Regions from separate parts of the Mus musculus genome. Here region 1 is linked to region 2. The links are chromatin contacts, called in public Hi-C maps. All regions are on one chromosome and are shown on one strand. The core of a region is the stretch at or near the end of the contact, and the rest is flanking DNA. Distances in the headings are between cores, read along the strand shown.

What was found. A called contact is a pair of places that touch in the nucleus more often than the background predicts.
Region 1: a Hi-C map of bone marrow-derived macrophages shows a contact between it and region 2, with 30 read pairs. The contact joins the enhancer-like site here to the promoter of 4930488B22Rik in region 2. A contact is called at or near these places in 3 of 39 promoter capture datasets (embryonic stem cells and maxillary cranial neural crest), 7 of 484 Hi-C or Micro-C datasets (astrocytes, bone marrow-derived macrophages, cortical neurons and 3 more), 17 of 115 datasets of contacts at active chromatin or transcription factors (bone marrow-derived macrophages, craniofacial prominence, embryonic basal ganglia and 11 more) and 1 of 9 other capture datasets (bone marrow-derived macrophages).

What each region holds. Positions count from the first base shown.
Region 1 is chr1:184,437,434-184,443,401 of GRCm38.p6, forward strand. No RefSeq gene overlaps it. Among named protein-coding and RNA genes, the nearest start is that of Gm34229, 8.3 kb to the left of the region's middle. Within about 2 kb of position 2,233, at least 6 of the 459 cell types and tissues checked have an H3K27ac peak or open chromatin away from gene starts, as enhancers often do. A contact at or near this core is called in bone marrow-derived macrophages and pancreatic cancer cells, where this site is marked.
Region 2 is chr1:184,709,576-184,714,824 of GRCm38.p6, forward strand. It overlaps 4930488B22Rik (RIKEN cDNA 4930488B22 gene), which reads left to right and starts at 2,922. Exons shown (of 3, transcript NR_040627.1): 1 at 2,922-3,719; 2 at 3,831-3,943.

The DNA.
Region 1 (5,968 bases), core at 983-3,482, 270 kb before region 2:
TTCAACCTCATCTGAATTTCCACATTTGATAATAAATACAAAGCACACCATGACCAACACAGTCCACACACACAAGAATCCTTCCTACAGTCAGAAGAGACCACAGAACACACCATGACCAACACAGTCCACGCACATGAGTCCTTCCTACAAGCTGACGAGACTACCGCAGGTGCTCCAACTTTTCCTCTACAGCCATTCTTTGTCATAACTGCCCCCAGCTAGCGCTTAGTAGGGCAACATGTAACCATTTAGCAGCTGAGAGTCCTTGCTGTTCTAGCCTGAGTTAGTTTCCAGTCATCTCCTGGTCACCTCAGTTGCTCTAGCTGACAGTGCAAGAGGAGGTGCCACGCCTCTTCCTGTCCTGTTTTAGAAATCTGGGTCCATCAACCCCGAATAATAATTCAGCAATCTCTTTTCATGGGGTCCCAAATCAGGCAGGAAGGGTACCACTCATTCTCCATAAGTTCAAAGCAAAGCCTCCATCCTAACCAACGCTCCAAGTTTCTAAGAGCCTTCAGCAGACAATATATCTGAGTTGAAGATCCATCTTCCTGTCAGGCTATGGTCAGTGGGACCTGTAGTTAGGCCCATCAGTCTCTCACCTATCTCAAAAGCTTATTTGATTCTACTGAGCAAAATTTTGTTTCAAGAAATACTGAAATTTGATACTGATCTGACTATGGTGCTTATAAAGCAACAGCACAAAAAGATTAAAACTTCATGATGTTGAAGGATTTAAAATTTGATGAAATTGGTAGCCAGAGAATATAACACAAGTATGTTATGATGTATATATAACTGATGGGGGCATAATTTCTACTCTATAATATAGTCCGCTTTAAAGCTCTTTTTTTTGTTTTTGTTTTTGGGTTGTTTTTGGTTTTGGTTTTGGTTTTTTTGGTTTTTTGAGACAGGGTTTCTCTGTGTAGCCCTGGCTGTCCTGGAACTCACTTTGTAGATCAGGCTGGCCTCGAACTCAGAAAACCACCTGCCTCTACCTCCCAAGTGCTAGGATTAAAGGAATGCACCACCAAGCCCGGCTTGCTTTAAAGCTCTTTAAAGTCAATATCTTCCTCCTGCTCAGGCCTGGTTGTTCCTTCTACATAGTTGGAACCTAACTCTGGCCCTTGTTAGGTCACCATGCTGAGAGGAAGATCCTGCTACCTAGATTTTTGCACAGCCTTTATCCCTGCCATCATCTGAACCTCTCCATCAGACCAAGAAAAGACTTAGACAAGATCTCTATGAGGGAAAAGCCCTTTGGTCTTTCTGACGTGGTAAAGCTGCCTCCACAGTGGAGCCTCTTGGTGAACTTGCCGATGAATGAAGTCTCATCCACTGAGCTCATCTTAAGGCGTGCATCCAGTATCTTCCCTGAGTGTACCCATCACCCCTTCTCAAATGTTATTCTTTCCAAGCCTCTGACCATCTGGCCAAACCATCGGCCACTGTCCAGGAATTAGACAGAGATAATTGCCTGAAGCAATGTCTCCTAGATAATTAAGCACACCACAGACATCTGTTCCCAGGAGAATCTTTATGCTTTATGAATTTGGGGACCACCCTTGAGTGGTGTTCAAGCACCTCAGCAATTTAGAACCCAAGACTTTGACTGGCTCCTGGCATAGTCGGAGGAGAGAACGCAATGAGCCACAAGAAAGGAACTGTTTCTGGAACCTTACAGAGAGCATGGGGTCCCAGGGTCAGGGTGGGGCTTCTGCCTGCGATTTGAATTTGAAGGGGCTCTGAACTGAGCTACCAGCATTGTGGCCCATGTGCCCTCTGGATCTGCTCACTTTACTAGCACTGCAAAAACCTATCAAGCCACAGAAACACTTGGGGTGTGCACCCACCACTCCCATCCCACGTCTAATTCCAACACAAACAGAGGCCAGCAGGGAAGATCCTGTCTCTGTGGTGGGTAGAGACCTACAGAGAAATTCGGGGTGGGGAGGATGCTTTGGAAAAGGTTTCTTTCTTTTACTTTTTTTTTTTTTTTGAGAATTTCAATTTCTGAAACTCTTTCCTATTAATCACATCTTGGAGTCTGAGATTACAGATCGACTACCCTGGTGGCCTTTGAACCCTAATTAACCCACTAGCTCATTTGGTGCCCCTACTTTATTTAACTATGTGTTGCAGTTTATAAAAAAATATGTGGCCTCACGTCTGGTCAAATACTGCACATTCCACAGTTCTTGCTCGGGCCACTTCCTTCCCTATGGAGCTATTGCCTAACTTTTCCAAAGCTGATATTAATATCTCAGACCATTATAATATAGTTATTTTCAGGGAAGGCTGGGAGGAAGTCACGTGGCATCAATTGGTCCCATGGGGTCTCTTAAGTCTCCATTTAGCATGTTGTTTTTGTTCACAGCAACAGCAATGGAGTGGAAACAGCAAGGAAGTCACCATTTATTGTGTTAAGTGAATAATTATTTTCTAGAACTTGTTTGGTTAATGAGTAAGTATTCCTTTTTTAAGTGTATGAAGGCAGCTAGTAGCTGGGTCAAAGGTATGCACTCACGTGTGCACGTACACACATACACACATGCATGCATACACATATACACATGCATGCACACACATGCATACACAAGTACACACACAGAGGCATACACATGCACACAATGGCACACACACATACACACATGCATGCACCCACATAATACACACACAGGCACACACACACACACACACACACACACACACACACACACATACACACAGATTTAGGCTACCACCCATTCTATGGCATTTTCTTGACTGATGTTCACTGTAAGAGGGCTCAGTCCCTTGTAGTGCCACCACTACGCAGGTGGTACTGGATGGCATGGAAAACAAGCCAGTAAGCAATCGTTCCTCCATGATCTCTGTAATTTCCTGCCTCCAGGTTCCTGCTCCAACTTTTCTTCATGAGAAACTATAAATTATAAATCCCTTCCTTCCCAAGTTGGTTTTGGTAGTGGCATATATCACAGCAATAAAAGTCTAATTGGGACACAGAATGAGAAATCCTTCCAGTGATTTCTGGTAGGAGAACCTGCCAGTTCATTGGCATGAGAAGTAATCTGTCTTTTACAAAGATGCATCAGAAAAATACCAATTAACTATTCTTCAAGGTGGCTGCAGTCAGACATACACCTATGGTCCTAACACTGGGGAAACTGAGTCAAGAGGCTCAGTAATCATATTTGAGTGACTCTGATGCCAAGTGCATTCTGAGATCCCGTCTTTAAAATGATTTTTAAAAAAATGTTGTGCAGTGTAGTTTTTTTTTGAAGATCCTGGAGTGAGAAAAGAATGTATCTAAAAAAGAAAAATACAAATTTTCTTAATCAGAGAGAGTCTGAGAGTTGTTTGCCCCAAAGACTAGATCTTAATACGAAACCTTCCTCAGTTTTTATACTGTATTAAAGTTTTATCCTTAATCAGTAAGCCAGCAAAATAGGTAATAAACCTGTTCTTTCTTAATTTAGTCAGATCAAAGTATTAAAGTTGTTCAGTTCACATAACCCATTCGCTATAACCAATAAATAAGTGTAAAAGGTTTTATGACCACGGGTGTGAGAACGTCTCCTGGGATACTGTCACGCATAGCAGTTACGAGACTGCGCATGCATTCCCACCAGAATGCAGGATGTAAGGAGGCGTGGCTCTGTTCGAGTCATTCTTCCTCCTGGAATCCCATCCAGAGGGGCTGCTTTCAGCTGCTGCCCTCACAGAGGGTCCACCACCTCCTTGACAGTGCCAAGCTTATGGAAGTTTAAAGGCACTCTACGGAGCGGAAGCTGGGCACAAGCTAACGGGGAATGAGGGACAGTTTACTAATGACTCGGGTAATTATTCAACTTGTGAATGGACGGACTAGGGCCTTTGATTCGCCTTCTCTTTTCTCCCTAGTCTTTTAATTGCTCATAAAAGCCTTGTGAAGTCAGTTGGAGCAGGAAGTGAAAACTGAGCTCATCTGGTCTATCGGGTTTCTTTTGAGTCATTCCAGTTACCGTGCGGAAGCGGAAGTGATTGAACCCGCTGGCTGACTCAAGACTGGGGCCCAACTGTGGATTCTGCTTGCCTACCCCACCACATCCAAATCAGAACAATGGCCACAGACGCTGGGTGTGGAGGTGTGTAGCAGGCAGCGCTGTAGGAAGCACGGGAGACTGATTTATCAGCTCTTTGTATTTTTATAGAGGTAAAAATGGATGCCCAAAGAGCCAAAGGGAGTTTACTAATGTCACAGGGCTCATTTTAAATGATGAAGTGAAAATGCCATTTAGGATTTGATAAATAACAGTGGCTATATTGTATTAATGTTATACTGGTTGTGTATAGTAAGCACAATACAGGAATTCAACAGGAGTTCCATCTTGGACATGTGGGTTTTTTTTTTCTAGAAATAGTTGCTTTCATTATGAATTTCAAAGATGATTTATAAGCCATCCAGTAACAATGTTTCATTTCAGAGCATAATGTCCATCATCATGTGGCTGGAGGCAGCAGCATACCATTTAGCTCACAGACACACAGAAGATAGCAGAGCTATCTCTTGATGGAAGTATAGAAATATCTTTAAGCCACGAGCCAGACTGCCCCTGTTCCTATAGAGATGTTTTTAAGGCTTATTTTTATTATATGCATGCATGCACACCTGTGCATGTGCACAGATATATGCACATTAAGTGCAGGTTCCCTCAGAGGCCAGAGGTGTCAGGTACCCTAGAATTAGGATTACAGGTGGAGGTGGCCACTAGCTACCTGATGTGAGTGCCAAGAGCTGAGTTCATGTTCTCTGCAAGAGCAGCAGGTATTCTTAAATGAGGAGGCATCTCTCCAGCCTCATCCTGCAAAGCTCTTAAGGAGCCACCTAGAGAGAAAGCCAGGTCTTCATCTGGTGGGGAGGGAAAGAGGAGGGACAGGGGAGTAGGAGCAATGATGTCTTCACCTGTTCCCTTTGTCGCTACACAAACTCTCTCCTCCTGCATCTGGAAGGTATGACTTTACATTTTGCACAGTCTGGGAGGAACATCTGTCTGTAAACGGCTTAAAACAGCTTTAATGTGTAATAAAACTCCACTACAAGACTCTGCTACTGAGAAGAGACTCTAGAACAAGAAAGGGCAGTTTTGAAGGAGACAGAAAAATGAAGCAAAACCTCCTGCTGGTGAGCCAGGTTCTCCTCAACTTCAGAAAACTCAAGAAACAAATATCAATGCTCTGTGGGCTAGGGGATGCTCAAATGAACTATCCAGAAAGACAGCCTGCCACACAGATTTATGAAGTAGCCAGTGTAGAAAGGGACAGGGCTGGCATGATTGGGGGTGGGGGTGGGACAGTGGGATAAGAAAGACAGCTTTCCTTTTCTCTCCTGTCTTCTGACTGTATGGGTGTACACATTCACTTTTCTCTTCCAAAGTTTGTTAGGTATGACACAATATGCTAACATAACTTTGTGCAAAGGACACTTGTCTGGCATTCAGACCCGCCAGGAATTCAAGGCATGAACTCTCATCTAGCACATTTCCAAGATAACTACATTTCCCAGCAGAACTTGCTTGTTCGAAGAAGTTGATTCACTTTCGGAGCAGGTGGGACCCTCCCTCTCCATCTGTGACCTGGTTTGTTTCTGGGCTAAATTGTGGGAGGTGAGGATGTGAAGAGAGAGTTTCAGGAGAAAGAAGTTTCAGGAGAAAAGATGGTTGTTAGCTGGACAAATGTCTGCGAGGAGACTAAAGGTTTCCTGGGAAGCTGCTGTGTTCAAAGTTTTCAGGAAAGAACAAACAACACTGATCATCCATGTGTCTTAATATAGAAGGCTCCAGAAGCCCCCAGACAGCCTTAGGAGGGCTACAGGGCAGGGAGGGGAGAGCATTGTGCACTGCAGAGGAAGCCAAGGGGACAAAGAGCACTGTTTAAATGTGGTATGACAATGGTCTTCCTGGGCTCTTGGCTCTGCTCATCTGAA
Region 2 (5,249 bases), core at 1,672-4,171:
GAACCAAAGCCTAAGGAATGCACGGAAACCCTGTGTGCGTGTAACACAGGCCCTGCCCCTGAGAAGCGCTGCTCATCTCAAGGGCTGCAGTCATGCCCAGGGCCTAGCAGTAACTGGTACTGATGGCCACACCCACTCCCTACCTTTTCTACTTGTTGGTGCCCAGAAGAATGACTTCCATGAGCCCCATGCTCATCCGCAGTTCTCAAGGTTCTCCAGCCAGAAACCAGAACAAGAGATGAGGATATTTCTCCCCCTTCCATCTGCATCATGACAGTTTCTGTGCCCTCTGCTCCCAATGGTGGGCTACTGCAATCCAATACTTTGAATGGGAAGCTGAGTAACAGTTTCCAAAGATAAGCAGTGTGTTGACCTTGCTTGCTCTCTGATGCTGTGATAAACATTGACCAAAAACGCCTTGGGGAGGAAAGAGTTTGCTTTTGAAGAGTTAGTCTTCAAGGAAGGCCAGATCAGAAACTCAAGCAGGAACCTAGAGGCGGGAACTGAAGCAGAGACCATGGAAGAATGCTGCTCACTAGTCTTCCCTCTGGCCTGTTCAGCTGTCTTCTTTGAATAAATCAAGCCTATCTGCACAGGGACGCCACTGCCCACCATGAGCTGGGCCCTCCCACACCAGTTAGGAATCAAGAAAATGTTCCTGCTTGCCCACAGGCCGATCTGATGGAGGCAATTTCTCAGCTGAGACTCCCTCTTCTAAAGTATCTCTAGTGTGTATCAAGTTGACAGAACTAATTAGCACATCCCTATTCCCAGTATTACCAATATTGTGAGGGTTACCTTATTTGGAAAAGGAGGATGCAGGTGTAATCAATTTAAAGACCCTGTGATGGCAGCTGACACTGGAGTCTGTGTGTTGGTGCTGAATGAAACCACACATCATTTATAAAAGGCAAAGGACTGGGGAGACAAATGAATAATAGTCTTTCTGTGCAAGCTTGAAGACCCAAGTATGGATCTCAGAGTTCCTGTTAAAGCCAAGTGTGCTGGCACATACCTTTATCCCAGCACTGGGGAAGCAGAAGCAGGAGGATTCTTAAGGCTTATTGACCAACCAACCTGTCCTAATTGGTGGACCCCCCCCCCAGCCAATGAGAGACCTTGTCTCAAATGCAAGAGGGCTAGAAATATGACTTGGGGGGGGGGACTTGTTATGCAAACATGAGTGTCCCAAGTATGCACATTAAAAAAATAAAAATAGAAATAAAAACAGATGTGGTTGTATCCATGGCACTGTGAAGCACGGAGACAGGAGGATCCCTGCAACTTACTGGCTGCTGGTATAGCTCTGGGTTCAGTTGAGACAGCCTGTCTCAAAAGAATAATGCAGAGATAGATAGGACGGCACACCCAAAGTTTTTCTCTAACATCTACAAGCAAACACATGTGCACACACACACACATACAAACAATGCACACATATACCACATGCATACCATATAAGATGAATACGTCTAAAGCAACACCCAAGGCTCACCTCTGACCTTCATACACACATGTATACATGTATATACATATATACACACACATCACACACACACACACACACACACACACACACACATGAGGAGGCCCAAAGGAAATTTGATGCAGAACAGAAGTCTATGTCATCAGAGAAACCAGGACTGAGGTGACAAGGACATAAACCACGGAGTGCCAGCAGCAACCTGAAGCTATAATAAAGCACATTTCTCCCCTTGTGACTTCCAGAAGGATCTACCCCTGTCAACACCATGTCTTCACCCTGAAAAACTCATTTCAGATGTCTGGCATCCAGAATGGTGAGACAATAAAGTGAGGAAGTTTTAAGTCACTAGGTTGATGCTAAATTGGGGTAGTAGCCTAAGAAACAAGCTGATACTCCCTCCCCAGCCTGCTGTGACTTGTGGAAACATCTCTGGGTGGCTTTCACACTTCCAGAAACAGTCCATCGAAAAGTGTCTTCAGAATGACCCGTAGAATCCGTCCCTTTACATCCTGCCAGAATTCCTTCTATTATAGTCTACTTTGTTTGCAAAAATAATAATAATTTGTGATATAATACTTAAATAGTACAATAAAATTTGTTCAAGGAGAAGACAAAAATGGGAGAGTGAGCCCGGAGGTGTGAGCCAGAAATCCCAGCCTTTGGGGATGCAGAGACAAAAACATTTGGAGTTCAAGGTCAACCCTGGCAACAAAGTGAGTTCCAGGCCAGCCTGAGCAGAGTGAGCCTCTGTACCACAAAAACAGAGAGGGGGGTGGGGGGAGGAGAAGAAGGGAGGAAGGAAGCAAACAGGGGAAGATGGGACTGGAGAGGTAGCTCTCTGGTTTAAAAGCAAGCAAGGTTCCTGCTGTGGTCCTAAGCTCAGTTCTCAGCACCCATATCAGCCAGCTCACAACCAGCTGTAACTCCAGTTCCAGGTGACTGGGTGCCCTCTTCTGGCCTCAGTGGGACCGACACAAGGGCACAAAGACACGCGATTGAAAATAAAACAGAGATGGAAGCCTGAAAGGAGGAAAAGGATGGAGAGACGGAAGAAGGGAGGGGATGACAAAGAATGCACAGTTGAAATTGATATCAGCACCCTAAATCCATACCTTACCTCTGGAGTGTTATAATAAATTATTTAAATCCCAGCCGAGGTTTCTACCCCACCTTTGGTTATTGAGTTCCTGGATGAAAAACACACTCACAGCCTTCATAGTTACAAGCCTTAAGCAGCACAATAGCTGAACGGATGGATACCTCACCTCCAAGCTGTTAGAATCCACTTCACTATTGATAACCCTGAGTTATTACTTACTATTTACCATGTTCCATCTGGGCTGCTCTTAACTCTGATTGGGTAGTTCTCATGACCCTTGACCCTTAACCCATTGTGACTTTCCTTCCTCCTCTCCAGTGAGCGCTCCTCTCCCACAAGCCTGGGAATCCTAAACCCTACCTATGTCTCTTCTGCACAGCTATTGACATCTTTATTCACCAATCAGAATTAACTTGGGGACAGGGTCACATGAGCTGTGTGCAGACTCCAGGTCTTGGGGGCCCACACTTAGCATTACAATAGACAGTAAAAGGCGAAACCTCAACACTGGACATTTACAGAGCCATTTACCCAGCCGGTGGGATTATTGTGTTCTCTAACAGCCACAGCAAAGGATGTCAGTGTGTCAGTCGCTTTCCTGTTGTGATAACACACAATGACCAGAAAGTGGGAAGCTAAGAAAAATCACTTCTGTCACTGCAAACAGAGCAGAGAGAGGACTGAGGCCATGATCACTCAATGCCCACCCTCAGTGGCGTGCTTCCTCCTGCATGGCTGCACCACCTAAAGGTTCCATGACTTCCCAAACAGCACATGGAACCACACATTCAAGTACCTGAGCCTGTGAGGACATTTCTCACTCGTCACCACCACTACTACACTATTTCCTAAACTGGTCTGATCATAACAACCCCTTGGATACTCATTAACCATCCACATATCCAGTCCCTACCTCACTGAAGATCTATAAAAGCAAATCTAGTAGAGAGGTAGTTAAATCTGGATTCTAACAAATCCCCAAGAGGGACGTGACCCGCAAGAGGGTCAGAGTTCATCGTGTAAAACGAAGGCATCCTGTCAAGACTGAAATGATGTCATCAACTGTGTGCCTGTCCAGGTGAGATCCACAGCTGTCAACACTCCCCAGTTCGAAGATGGCTTCTTGGTAAACTGGTAAGAAGGGAAATAAAAGAACATACTCGTGCCCTAATTGAAGATAGGTACAGTAATAGATTCCTGAATTTCATCTTCTGTTTCCCTTTTCCTCTTTCCAAATTCACTCAGGGTTTTTTGAGGGAATCTCCGTGGACAGGAAAGGGCAAAGGATCAAGGTCAGCTGATGCAGACAAAAGGAGGGGCCTATGGATTCCATCATTGTCATCCAACATCTTCCTAGGGTAAGAGACCATGTGGATTTTAGCTGGTGTAGTACACACAAGAACAGAGGCTTGGTAGCAGGATGAGTCAGACTTAGTGTAGGGAGATACCGAGAGAAGCATGGATGAAGATCCTCTCAGACAGATCCCTGAGTGCAGCTCCCTTCCCCACCGTCAGCCTTCAGTCCTGGGAGTTAATAACTTTCCTTTAAGGCCTATACCATCTCAAGTTGCACCTAAAGGCAGTACTGCCATTGTATTAATCTTAGATTTTTATTCAATTTTTAATTATGTGTTTGGGGTGGGGGAGAGATATGGGCACAGGTGCATGATGCCCATAGAAACCAAAAGAGGGAGCAAAATCCCTTTGAGTAGGAGTTACAGGCAGCTGTGGACCACACAGGACCCACCTCACTAGCCACGAAGGAAGCCACCGGTCATCTCCAATGCAAGGGTATGTGCAGCGCATGCAGCAGGGAAGGAAGGGGTGAGGCCTGATGACATCGTCGCCTCTCTGGCTGTCCTTTCCCAACTACTCCAGCTGCCCTGAGAGAATGACTTTAATACTTAACTAGGATGGTTAGCTCTTAAGAAGAGATTTCTGGTCCAAAGCCTGGGGTTTGATTCCCATCAATATAAAAATATTAATTATGGGAAAGGTTTTGCCTTGCTTTTCATTCCTTGACAACTTTATTCGAGTGGATTCTGAATTTAGGGTATTTTTCACCTCTATTACCCTCCCCCCTCCCTCTATCCTTCTCCTACTCTCCCTCTTTTCCTTCCTCTCCACCCACTTTCTCTCAAGCCCTTCTTCTTCCCAAAAGCTCCCTCTATTTTGATGTGTCCCCCTCCCCGCCCCATGGTGACATGGATAAGAATGAGTAGTTCATATCCAGTGGGGGAACACACCAGTGGCTACATTACTGAAGGAAACTACCTCCCCTTCTCCTGCAGCCATTAGCCACCCGCAGTCCCCCTGTTAGAGGTGGGGTCTCGGGAGCCTCTTGTGGCAAGATTTTTAATAGTAGAGAATTCCAGCTTCACCAAATAAAAATGTCCTGAATATTGTTATATAGTAACGTGACTCCCTCACCAGTACTAAACTTACTTACAGCTTACTGTTACTTACAGCTTACTGTTGCCCTTTACATATGCAGAAACAGCTATCATGGATACAGGAGTGGTTGCTGTTTAAACAGAGGCATGGTTACTGTTTAACTCTATGTAATGCGTTCTTCACAGTCACCTGGAAGGGGCAGGGTTATTACTACTATTCCTACTTCAGCATTTTTCAGAGTACTTTTTTTTAATTGTGTGTATGTCCGTG